Regions from separate parts of the Sus scrofa genome. Here all the other regions are linked to region 1. Evidence: chromatin contacts called from public Hi-C data. All regions are on one chromosome and are shown on one strand. The core of a region is the stretch at or near the end of the contact, and the rest is flanking DNA. Distances in the headings are between cores, read along the strand shown.

Region 1 (3,907 bases), core at 722-3,221:
TCTACTGGATGAGTCAGGTCCAAATTAAACTTCCAGGTTGACTTCTTAGGCTTCTTGTCTTTCTTCTACAAAGGCAATATAATTATGGCTCTCTACAACCATTTATTCACTTTATTCAAAGCCAAAAATCTATACCAGCTCAGTGATGTACAATGTACTGTGAGGCTATATATATGAAATGGTGCAAAATTCTAAAAAATTGCTTAACATCTATTGGACATACAAAGCCACACTATGGAGTACACTCATTAATTTGGTTAAAACTAAGTTACATGAAGTCCAATGGAAATTTCACTTATTCATCATTCAAGTGTCTTACAAGTGCAATAATACTCAAGAAAGCTCAAAGTATACTTTCAGGGAGTTCCCGTGGTGGCGCAGTGGTTAACGAATCCGACTAGGAACCATGAGGTTGCGGGTTCAGTCCCTGCCCTTGCTCAGTGGGTTAACGATCCGGCGTTGCCGTGAGCTGTGGTGTAGGTTGCAGACGTGGCTCGGATCCCGCGTTGCTGTGGCTCTGGCGTAGGCCGGTGGCTACAGCTCCGATTCAACCCCTAGCCTGGGAACCTCCATATGCCGCGGGAGCGGCCCAAGATACAGCAAAAAGACAAAAAAAAAAAAAAAAAAAAAGTATACTTTCAGTTTCCTTCATCAGAAGATTCCTAAAGAATCCTATTTTGCAATTGGAAGAGACTAAAAGCATCTATTTTCTATTACAAGTCAAAACTAATAAATACCTATCTGCGTTGGTTTGGACCTCTAACCAGGTTCACATTGTTTCAAGTTATCAAGAAAAGTTTCGTGAAAAACTTAAGCTTCATGCAAGAATAGGATATTTTATTCTAAGGAATTAAACCTTAATGCTGTTATGGGTGAGGAAAAGGATACCAGTCTGGTGGTCTTAAAAAAAAAAAAGAAAAAGTACTTTGTTTACCATACTCTAAACTTTTCGAACAATACCACAGAATAAAGTTACACATTAAAATCCACCCACCAAAAAATGCCACTTAAACTGCTATTTTTTACCTTAGACTTGTGCCAAAAAAATTCATCCTAAACTTTCGAACAGTTAATAGCGATTCCCAGGAGCTGGGCTTGACCGAGCAATTTACAGCTCTGCTGGGCCATCAGTTAACTTCAGAAATGCAAATAATTTGTCGGTGGAACAAATATGCCCAGAGGGCTTATGGCCCCTTTGCACATTATCTAGTTTTGTATATAACCCAGCAATTTTACCCTAACACTTCAAACGCTCTTTGGACCAGCTTTAAGACCTTACTGGTCCCCTGGTCAATAAAACCTTTGAAGCAAACATTTATATTTGCCCGAGTCGTTGACTTTCACGTTTTAAAAAAATTCCTTTGTGAGGTTAACAAACTTTTCCCCCAACTTAGTTCTAAAGTTCTCTGAAACCTCTACAACCGCGGCTATCCTGGGAAATGAGAGACGCCTATCTCCCTCCGCCCTCGTAAGGCTATAAGACCCGCTCGATTACCCACATCTGCTTTCCACTGTAAAGAGTAGCAACTGCCTTACCATGCACCAGGGAGAAAAAACAAAGCCCAAATGCTGTTCTATTAGCCCCCTTCACCGTCGTGCCTCCGCTTTTCCTGCGCTCCCACCACGACCCATCCTAAGCCAATACCGGGCCCTCGCCGCGTAGCAGTTGTCAAGAGTCAGGAAAAAACTTACAACCTTAATCTTGGTTGTGTTCCTGACCCAAGTCTCCAATTCTAACCACTCTTTATCTAGAACTAGCCTCCCCCAACTCGCCACCTGAAACACACATCTACATCAAAGTAAGAATTCCCGGCGAGATCACGTTCACTCACCGGCGCCATGTTGGAGGCCGGCCACGCGGTAAGAGAGAAAGCGTCTTCCGGCAGCACGTATTTATACCAAAGCGTGCTGAGTCACGCGTCGAGAACGTAAGATCACCGCCTCCCGGAACAGACCTTGGGAGGTGCTTGGAGGCTAGTAACCCAGGAAACCGAGGGCGTGGCCTGGAGGCGCTCAGGTTTCGTAGGAGCACCGGCCAGCGGCTGTAGTTGAAATGATTCGCAGTTTTACACTGCTGGGGACAGCACGCTGGTTGACCACAGTGGTCTCTGCGGTTGCTTGCAGGGAGGCTTCTTCAGATGCACACACCGAGGAAGCAGGAAACATTAGTCACTAATCGCCTGGATCTTCTTTCCAGTCAAGTCAAGGCAATGTCTCAGGTTGCTTTGGGATTTCCTGTCTTATTTTGCATTTATAGTCTTCCAGCAAAAACTTTATTTATCTATGTTTTGACTATGAGTTTTCTAAATGACTCTTGAGGGAAATCAGTGTTTCAGAGAGCCAAAATAAACTAGATTCTTGAGGGGGAAAAAAACCTTTAAGAGAAAAATATGTAGTACTCATCTGTTCACATTTTGTAATTTATTCTTATTTTATAGGTTTTATAGGCTTTAGAGTTAATCCTAGGACACCTGACTTCCATCTAGATCTAGTAGTGGTCTGTTTCTTGATCTTGGTGGTGGGTTACATGAATATGTGTAGTTTGTGAAAATTCATCAAGCTGTAAATTTATAATCTGTGTACTTTTCTGTAAATGTATATGTTATACTTCAGTTAAAAAGGAAAACAGTTTGGCAGTTTTCTCATTGTGGTGCAGCGGAAACGAATCCAACTAGTAACCATGAGGTTGCAGGTTGGATCCCTGACGTCGCTCAGTGGGTTAAGGAGGCAACCTTGCGGTGAGTTCTAATGTAGGTGGCTAGGATCCTGCGTTGCTGTGGCTGCGGCATAGGCTGGCAGCTGTATCTCTGATTGACCCCTAGCCTGGGAACTTCCATGTGCTGCGAGTGTGTGGCCCTAAAAAGAAAAGAAAAAAATTAAAAAAAGAAAACAGTTGAAATTACTGTATGCCAGAATATGTCAAATTAGGTTAAATGAATACCTAGAAAAATACAACCTAAAATTTACATGAGGAGAAACAGAAAATCTGAATAGTCCTATATCTTTTAAATAAATTTGTAATTAAAACTTTTCCACAGGAAAAACACCCAGATATCTTCACCAGTGAATGCTACCATACATCTCAGGAAAAAATAATGACAATTGTGACAGATACCCTTTATGCCCAAACCTACATTCTGTCTATTTCTCTTTTAGGAGAGAGGAGCGTTTTTCCCCAGTTTCCTGTCCCCCATTGGTCAGGGGTTGTCCCTGGGGTGGTAACTGCCTTGTATTTTTAGGTTGTGCATGTGTAAATAAGTGTTAGTACAGAGGTTCCCGCGAGAGTCCCGTGCCTCCCAGAGAAGTCATAGAAGTGGAAGGTGAAAAACAAGTGAGGAGTTGCTGCCAAGTTGCACCTGCCCCAAAGTGGCTGCTGCTCCCTTCTTTTCCTTGAGTGAACAGTTCAGAAGTACGCTCTGCATCACTGCATGGATGATCCCAGCAGGACCAAGCCTCATTTGTCCCCAGTTTCTTCCCTCCCCCTCCCCTCCCCTCCCCTCCCCTCCTCCTTCTCCCCCTCCTCCTATCGGAGCTACAGCTGCCAGCGTAGGTCACAGTCACTTCAATGCCAGATCCGACTCCTGTCTGCGACCTACGTCACATCTCACAGCAACGCCGGATCTTCAACCCACTCAGCAAGGCCAGGGATGGAACCTGCAACCCAATGGTTCCTAGTTGGATTTGCTTCCCCCCGGGTCACAACGAGAACCGCCCCCCCCCCAGTACATTTCTTTTTGCTTACGTTTCTTCCCAGTTTCACACTTCCTGGTACCTTCTGTTACCTGGGATCATTTCCCGAAGTAAATTAAATGCATCCAGGCAATAGGCTAAGACACCAATTTTACAAACTCTTTCAGCCATCAACTTATTTATATTAATACTTATATTAATATAGTTTGATGGATGA
Region 2 (3,898 bases), core at 1,119-3,618, 550 kb after region 1:
TTCCCCCACCCCCTCTCCCCTGCTTTGCCACTTTCCCCTACCATGAAAGTCTGGGCCATCCATCCACCTGATTAACCCGCTGGCAGCAACTCCCAGCACAGAAAAGTAGGGCAAATGAACACACAGAGTCTGTAAAGCAGGAAACCACAGACTTGGCCAAAGCACCCACCCTGTTACCAACCCCCACCCCCAGCTGCCCAAGGGGCAGCGGGTTCTGAATGTGGCATTTCTGTGCCAGGGAAATAGACAGCTTACTGTAATAATGCATGAATGAGCTTTTGCTACCCAACTATCAAAAAAGCCATTTCAAATGGCATCTCTGTTCCTTCTGAGCCCCTTGACTGCTTCTCAGAAACCCCACCTCTGAGATGTAAGGATTAAGGAGAAGGGGAGGGTGGGTTTAAAAAGGAGGGGGGGTAGGCAGGGAGAGAGAGGATTAAGAAGACTAAAGAAAAAGTACCACTTTCACCACAAAGGTAGTTGTTTAAAATAACCGTAGACAAGGAGGCAATGTTAAGAAAAGTACTGAAGATTTGGTATCAAGATTCCCAAGATTTAGCATCAATCTAGCAATGTATTCCTCAGGAGGGCGTGTGAACTTCCAAGCTTCACCCATCCTGTGTGTCTCTGTGTTGAGAGCCACCATCAATTCCATCTCACCGATCCTCCTTGCTTCAAGTATATACAGTCGCTTTTTTCTTTTTAATTTCATTTTTGATTCGAGAGAGGAAAAAGCCGTGCTTACATTGGTGGCCAATCCTTCTGAGACCCCCGCTGCTGCTGCCACCCCCCCCAACCCTCACCCCCTTCCCGGCAAGCAGGCAGCATCTAATTAATATGGCAAGAAAGCTCTGCCCCCTTCCCTGAAGGAGTGTGTTGGGATTGGGGGGTGGGGGTGGGGAGGCGTCGAGGCTGCACTAGGATTCCTGGTATTCTGATCTCAAAACAACAGCAAAATGGATTCTATATCAGTGATGTCTTAGTCAATACAATGAAACGGCGTCTGAGGCAATTCACGTGAGGATAAATGCAAACCAGGGGAGCTGGGGGGAGACAGGTGCTTTACAAAGGACTGGCCACAGACACGGAGAAAACACACACACACACACTCTCTCTCCCTCTCTCTCCTAGGAGTTCCGGTCTGATGGGGGCAAAGCAGAGAACACATCCCTTTCACCTGCTTAAGTTCAGCCATAAAACTGAAATGTCATAGCCACAAAGTCAGAAGGCATAGGCAGGGCTGAGTTAAAACCATAAATAAAGGTGAGTGGCAGACCGGCATTTAGGATAGCGCTGAGAGGGAGTCTGGGCACCAATGGCAGAAAAGGGGGAAGAGGGGAGGCAGGTGCCATCTACAAAACCAGCATAGCAATAGCTGTCCCCTTGGAGCGGCAGGTTCGGCTTCGTGGGGACAGCCAGGCTCACAATGTCATCTTGGAGGTAGCCGAAAAACGTGAGGGGCCAGTGCCTTTATTCACGCTGTTATTCTTTTTGCAGAAAGAGATAGTGGGATCTAGAGCCTTGGCACTAGACGACCGTCCGGGGCTTGTACACACACACACACACACACACACACACACACACGAGCCTTTCCTTTTAATGCTCTTACACCGGTCTAAGATGAAACTGGCATAATCTCCACGCGTTCTTGGGAGCGCCTTGGCTACCACCGAAGGTGGACACGAACCGTACAGCCCCTGCCGTGGGGGGCTAGCCAGGAACACCTCAGCAGATCCCCGAATCAAAATTAGAACCCAGGTTCCCTCGCGTCGCATTCGCCCGTCTCTGCCCACCAGCCACAGCCCCAGTACACACACGGAGCCCATTCAATTCACCGTGACCCAAAACACTGGAAAGAAATCGGAAAACATGTTCTGCTCACCCTCAAAGCCGAGAGATCGATTTCATCCAGGCTGCGAGCCGGGGAGTCGCTCGCCATGTCGACTTCTTCGCGGGAGAAATGGACCAAAACCACCCCGAAGCTTCTCCCTTAGAAATTCCACCTTGGTCTATTTCACTCGCGTCCTCATGCGGGTGTGGAGCCAGAGGCCCGGGGCCCAGCCTCCCCCGCCCACCCCGGCCCCACAGCGCCTGAACGCGATCTTCCGCGCGTCGGTCCACTAGTCCGGGAGCCCAACCTGCACGGATCTCCAAGCCCGGAGCCGCGGTGCGTGTGGGCTGCGCGCCCTGATCGGCTAAGGGCGCTGGGGCTGCGTGGGTGTATTTAAATGGGACATGCTTCTTTGCTTGTGCGTGGATGGCGGCTGCATTGGCTGTTATAATGAGACACATCAACTCCTCCACTCAGCTGGGGTGGGGGGGGGCGTGGAGAACCACACAGAACTGTCTATCACCGCTTCCTGGGAGGAGTAAAGGAGGAGGTGGGGGTGGGGGAGGTGGAGGAGGCGTGGTCTCCGACTCGGGAGAGGCCGCGCTTCCTGACCCGGTCCCTCTGCACCAACGTGGGTGGGGGAGGGGCACTCACCCTTTCAGCCCAGGCATTTGCAGGCTAATCGGGCTGGTTCTGAAAAGCTGTTCCTGAACCATGCCTCGCTTATCGTAGGGACAAGGGGGCTTTATTTTCGTGTGTCCAGTTCGTGCGCTGCAGCAAAATGGCCCTTCAGTCTCATTTTGAGGGGTTCTCGGCAGGGTTCAATTGCTTTAGCGCTGAAAAAAAAAAATCCAGAAGGGAAAAAAGAAAAGAGCGATGCCCTCCCTCCCCCATTAATTATTTGTGGGGTTGGAGTAGCGCGGGCTGGTGCAACCGGTGCATATAAGGACTTGTGTGGAGGGAAGAGGATCCGCCTCCAGCCGCGGAACAAATCGGGGAGACGCGCACTCTCGCAGGGCGCCCAGCCCCGGGCTTCTCCAAATTGCAACTGCCGCTGGGTCGAGACCGCCAGGGCCCCCGGGATCCCGGAGGGCAGTTATCGAGGGCAGGTCACTCGCCGCCTCAGGGTTAGGAAGGTTTGCCAGAAGCGGGAAAGCTAGCAGATCTGAGCTTCCTTTGGGCCTCGCCACACCCAGAACCTACCCATGCCGCAATTCCCGCACGGAAACGACCGAATTGAAACGAGAATTTTTCTCCGGGTGCAGTGACTTGACTGCTTCAGGTAACTCCGAAGCCAACACTGGCTAAGGCAGCACGCGCCGCCTTAGCACCCAGCATTTTCCTTTCAGGAGGCTTTTCCGCTGCTGACCTACCCAGACTGATAGAGAAAGTTTGGCTGTCGGCTAAGATGTAACACAGAAGACCTACGGCTGAGAGCGATTCCCCTCCACCCTCTTTCTCCTCTAAAGGCTGAACGTTTACAGTGGTAAACATGATATTCTGTAATCTGGAGTGTGAAGTCATTTCCCCCAGTCCCCTCGCACAGCCCTTCCTCTCTGGCCTTGTCCACGCGAAATCCATAGGATGAAATGCTAAAATTGAACTTTTCCCCCAATACAGCGGTAGCTTTGAAAGCATTTTCTCCACCTCCTTTAAGAAGAGAATTTTCTTCTAGCCAAATGCCCTGAGGGTTTTTAAATCGAGTAGTGTGAATATCAGCTTCAGAATAAGCTTTTAGATGAATGAATGGGAGCCAATGCAGTTAGTTCATCAAGACTGCAGATATCAGATTTTCAAACGTTCGGTATGCGCTCTGCTGTTTTTGTTAATAATCTTGTGTTTATTAATATGCATTGTGCATATGATGAAACTTGAAAATTGTTCCAACATCTCAGTGATCACAACATTTCTAGGAGTTACGGCCATTCAAACGTTGGAATATGTGATATTCAAAACATTAGTTTTTTCTTTTTGTTTTTTGTCTTTTTAGGGCTGCACCCATGGCATTTGGAGGTTCCTAGGCTGGGAGTCATATCCGAGCTGTAGCTGCTGGCCTACACCACAGCC
Region 3 (3,999 bases), core at 1,335-3,834, 840 kb before region 1:
TCAAAGGGAAATCAGAGTAAGAAGTGGCCAGGAGAAACTCTCAATTACTACTGTCAAAGATATAAATGAAGTGATGAAAAGAGTGCCTTCTAAATGTCAAATAAAAGGGGTCACAGAAATGTGCCAGCTAGCAAATATTAGCTGTCCTTAATGTTGCTGTACACAACTGGGGAGTAATGGGGAGTAGTGGTTAACAAGGGAGTGGAGATTGGTCTGGAGTGTAGAGAGGGTAGGGTTGGGGGGAATGATTGGGAGGCTTTTGCAACAATATTCCAGGTAGGAAATGATAAAGACTTGACCAAAGAAACCAATGCCAGGAAGAATAATGAGGAAGGAAGGAATTCCAAATTATCTCAGTGGTAGAATCAAAAGGATTGCTGACGGACTAGCATGGTTGGGATACCTCCAAGGTTTGTAGCATGAGTGATTAAGTGAATAGTGATGCAGTTACCATAGTTTGAAAATACTGTAAAAGGGGCAGGTTTTAAGGGTGAAATGGTGATTTCTAGTTCAACATCCAGCAGAGATACCCAGAAGACAGCTAGAAATAAATATGTATGCAGTATTTTGGAATTAAGCTGTAAGCATGAATAAAAATCTCCAGAATGCATAGAGAAAAGGGATGAGTGTGAAAACGTGGTGGACAGGAACATTTAAGAGCTAGGTAAAGAGAGAGGAGCCAAAAAGAAATCAGAAGGAAGAACCCAATATCCTTAAGGCCAAAAAAAGGAGAATAAATTAAATGAATGGTCAATATTGTCAAATACATAATGAGATGTTACAAAAGAAGCTATTGAATTTGACATGAATTATTAATGGATGGTTGACGTAGAAACCAAATCATTGTAGTGTAAGGAGTAAATGTCAGTAAGAATGTAGGGACAGTAATTTAAAACTCTTCTGATACACCGTCGCAGGTGCAACCGTTAAAAAAAAAAAAAAAAAAAAAAAATTCTGCAGAAAAAGGAGGTGGGGCAGTAGCATCATTGTCCACAAATGGTTTTCTTCCCCATCATAGTCCTAGCCTAGCATTTTGAATCTGGTAGGCATTCAGCATCTATTAAGTGCAATAATACTTTCATTTATAAACAAACTTTCCTATGAAAAGAATCCATGTTCTCTAAATGAAACAATACCAAACAGTTCTATCCTCCTTTTGGATGGAGAGAAGGACTGAAGGAAATAAAGACATTTCATACCCAGTGTTATGTTTTGGGTTGACTGATAGGAATCATCTTTTTTTCACCCCATCTCTGACTATATATACCCTAATTATTAATTATAGGGGGGAAAGGAATTAAATGACTTGCTGACCCTGCCCTGAGAGTGCATAATTGCCTAGTCCAGAAAAGAACTTCAGCCATCTTATTTTATAAAACAATAGACATCAATATGATACTATTTGTCTTAATATTTAATTGCTATTAGGTTACATATATAATATGGGAAATGAACTTTTAAATGATATAATAAATGCTCAACATAGCATTAAGTGAAAAAAAAAGGCTACTGCATAACATATGCAGTATATTTTCAGTTGAGGAGGAACTGAGAAACATGTAAATACAAATATACACACACACAGTAGGAAAAAATACTGGAAGAAAATAATAACAGATCTCTGGGCGGTAGCGTTAGGGGTTTTTATTTTTGTCTTTTCTGTATTTTCCCAATTTTTTACCATTTAAAATGCTTTAAAATTTCCATAAAATCATGGGAATTTCTATCTAAAAACACTAGCATTTTAAGCCCATTCTCTTTGATCTAGGTACCTCTAAAATAATAGTTACAGCAGTAAATTCACCAGATTCAAAGTAACCTGCAATCTTCTTCATTCCCAATTCTTAAGAATCTTTCTCCTATTCATTAGTTGCTTCTATTTCCCTGGGTTCTCTTTGACTCTTGGATTCTAAAGGTGCGTTTTCAGAAGCAACATCAAAAACGGAATAGCGAATCGAAAGTTTGTTTCAGATGAACCTGACTACCCCCAACATTGCACAAGGAAAGATAATTGGCTTAGATTTCGGCTGTGCCGTCGTCTACCAACTGTGGAGCCTTCGATAACTTAGTTCATGTCGCTGCACCTCTGTGGTCTCAGCTTTCCCATCTTTAAAGTGGGCTTAGAATTTACACGTGGGGAATGGATAGGACAGGGCTCATTGGCAAGAGAGTGCCACAGTTAGAGACGTCTATAAATCCTCTGTGAAAGGCTCCACCCAAAACGAACCAACTCCTAGGGGGGTGGGGCCCGGGAATCTGTATTTCAGTAGCTTCCCAGGTGTCAGATGCTCAGTCAGTTTTGAGAACGGAAGACTTTTTCCAGTCCTTACGTCCTTTGATCTACTTTTCAACTTCCTTCTGGTCCCAGCGATTTCCAGTTCCTGCAACAAAAGTAACCGAAGAAAAACGGGAGACAAGGCGCTGCCAATACTCCCGGGGCTCGCCTGGGTATCCGCCTCTCGCCAGCTTCCCTCCCCCGCCGCCAGCCGCCAGGTTATATAACGGGCTCAGCAGCGCGCTCTCGCGAGGTTTCCAGCGCCCCCGCCTCGCTCCACGTCAGAGGGAACCGGGAGGAGCGGCCAACATGGCGGAACGCAGGCGGCACAAGAAGCGGATTCAGGTAGCAAAGTCGAGCCCTGGGATAGGAGACTTTAGGGCGCTTGAAAATGGAAGAAGCAGGGAAAGCTCCCGGGAAGGGCAAGCGAAGTCGAGGGCGAGGTGGGGTGGGGTTCCGCCGCGAGCCCGCTGGTTACGGGCTGCGTCGAAGTGAGGGGCCTGAGGGAGGGCGGTGCTGGCGACGGTGGTGTCTGAGGCGGAGATACTGGGGCAGCGGAGGAAGACCCGAGGCGCCGCTCTCGGAATCGGACGCGAAGGCGCGGCCGCCAGCCCAGGGTTCCGGTGGTGGCGCCGGCAGGGGCCTGCCCTAGGAGGTCCACGTCCGCCGAGCGCCGACACCGACCCTCCCCGGGCTCCTCCCCTCCCTTCTCCACCCCATCCTTTCGTCTTGACTGTCCCCAAATTAAGGCCACAGTAAATAGGGTAGAAGGAAGCGGAGGACCGACCTAAAGCTGCCAGTTCTTTGTGCGCAAATACGAGGACCGTATGTGGGGAGGAGTGATCTGGGTTTGGTCAGCTGCCCCGGGGGCCCAGGCGGCGATCCAGATGTTCGTTTGCGTGAACCCTCCTTTCTTCTCACTGTTATTAACTTGAGTCCAGTTGAAGCTTTCCAGCTTTCTTTCAGGCGACAGAGTGTAAATAAACACAACTTCCGTACTGCAGCGAGCGGGTTGCGCCCAGAAACCTTTCGCATGCCAGTGTGTCATCCTCATAACCTACATAGCATCCCTCCCTCATTCCACATGCCTGTCATCTGTGTATTTCTTCTTTGCAATTTCCCCCCTGTTGTTCTTGCTCTTTGCCAACAGGATTAAATACGTGGAACATCTTAGGCTCTGTATTGTCTCATTATTAGCTTGTGTGCCTAGAAACCTTCATGGGTCATCATAAGTTGATATCACATTGTAAATTGTTAATACACTAATCATAAATCGTTACACTCATCATTGTCTCTCTGTTCCTTACTATGTTATTGTTTAGAATGGCGCTCTGTCAAATTTTTATTTACCCATTTTTTAAAAGTTAATCTCTTGTCTGGCTTACACCACAGGTGATTTGAGCTATGCAAGTTAAAATTCTCCTAAAAACTTTTAAGTACTAGAAAAAAAGAAAAAGATGCCAGTGATCAGTAAATTTGGAGTTGGGCAGAAATAAGGAGTTTCAAAAAGAGCAAAGAAGGGGATCAGAAAGAGACAGATTCCCCCAATTTCAGACAGGTCATAAAAGCAAAGCTTAAGAGTATTAAAGAAGTTTCTAATTATACTGTTCCTCGTCTTTCAAAATTTAGTATTATTGGTCAGACATGGATACATAAACCTTTTATTAGAATTTGTATTGAAGTTGTGAAATTAGTACTTCCAAGACTTATCTTTGCATGAATGG

What was found. A called contact is a pair of places that touch in the nucleus more often than the background predicts.
Region 2: a Hi-C map of liver shows a contact between it and region 1, with 3 times the contacts expected there. The contact joins the promoter of TNIK here to the promoter of RPL22L1 in region 1. A contact is called at or near these places in 2 of 5 promoter capture datasets (fetal liver and liver) and 2 of 47 Hi-C or Micro-C datasets (liver and skeletal muscle).
Region 3: a Hi-C map of heart right ventricle shows a contact between it and region 1, with 3 times the contacts expected there. The contact joins the promoter of SEC62 here to the promoter of RPL22L1 in region 1. A contact is called at or near these places in 2 of 47 Hi-C or Micro-C datasets (embryonic fibroblasts and heart right ventricle).

The regions. Positions count from the first base shown.
Region 1 is chr13:109,497,524-109,501,430 of Sscrofa11.1, forward strand. RPL22L1 (60S ribosomal protein L22-like 1) reads right to left here and starts at 1,972. Exons shown (of 4, transcript XM_003358680.5): 1 at 1,833-1,972; 2 at 1-65. The coding sequence starts at 1,841.
Region 2 is chr13:110,049,977-110,053,874 of Sscrofa11.1, forward strand. It overlaps TNIK (TRAF2 and NCK-interacting protein kinase), which reads right to left and starts at 2,369. Exons shown (of 30, transcript XM_021071173.1): 1 at 1,883-2,369. The coding sequence starts at 1,939. LOC106507999 (a long non-coding RNA gene) reads left to right here and starts at 2,500. Exons shown (of 6, transcript XR_002338109.1): 1 at 2,500-3,113.
Region 3 is chr13:108,657,902-108,661,900 of Sscrofa11.1, forward strand. SEC62 (SEC62 homolog, preprotein translocation factor) reads left to right here and starts at 2,585. Exons shown (of 8, transcript NM_001105305.1): 1 at 2,585-2,620. The coding sequence starts at 2,585.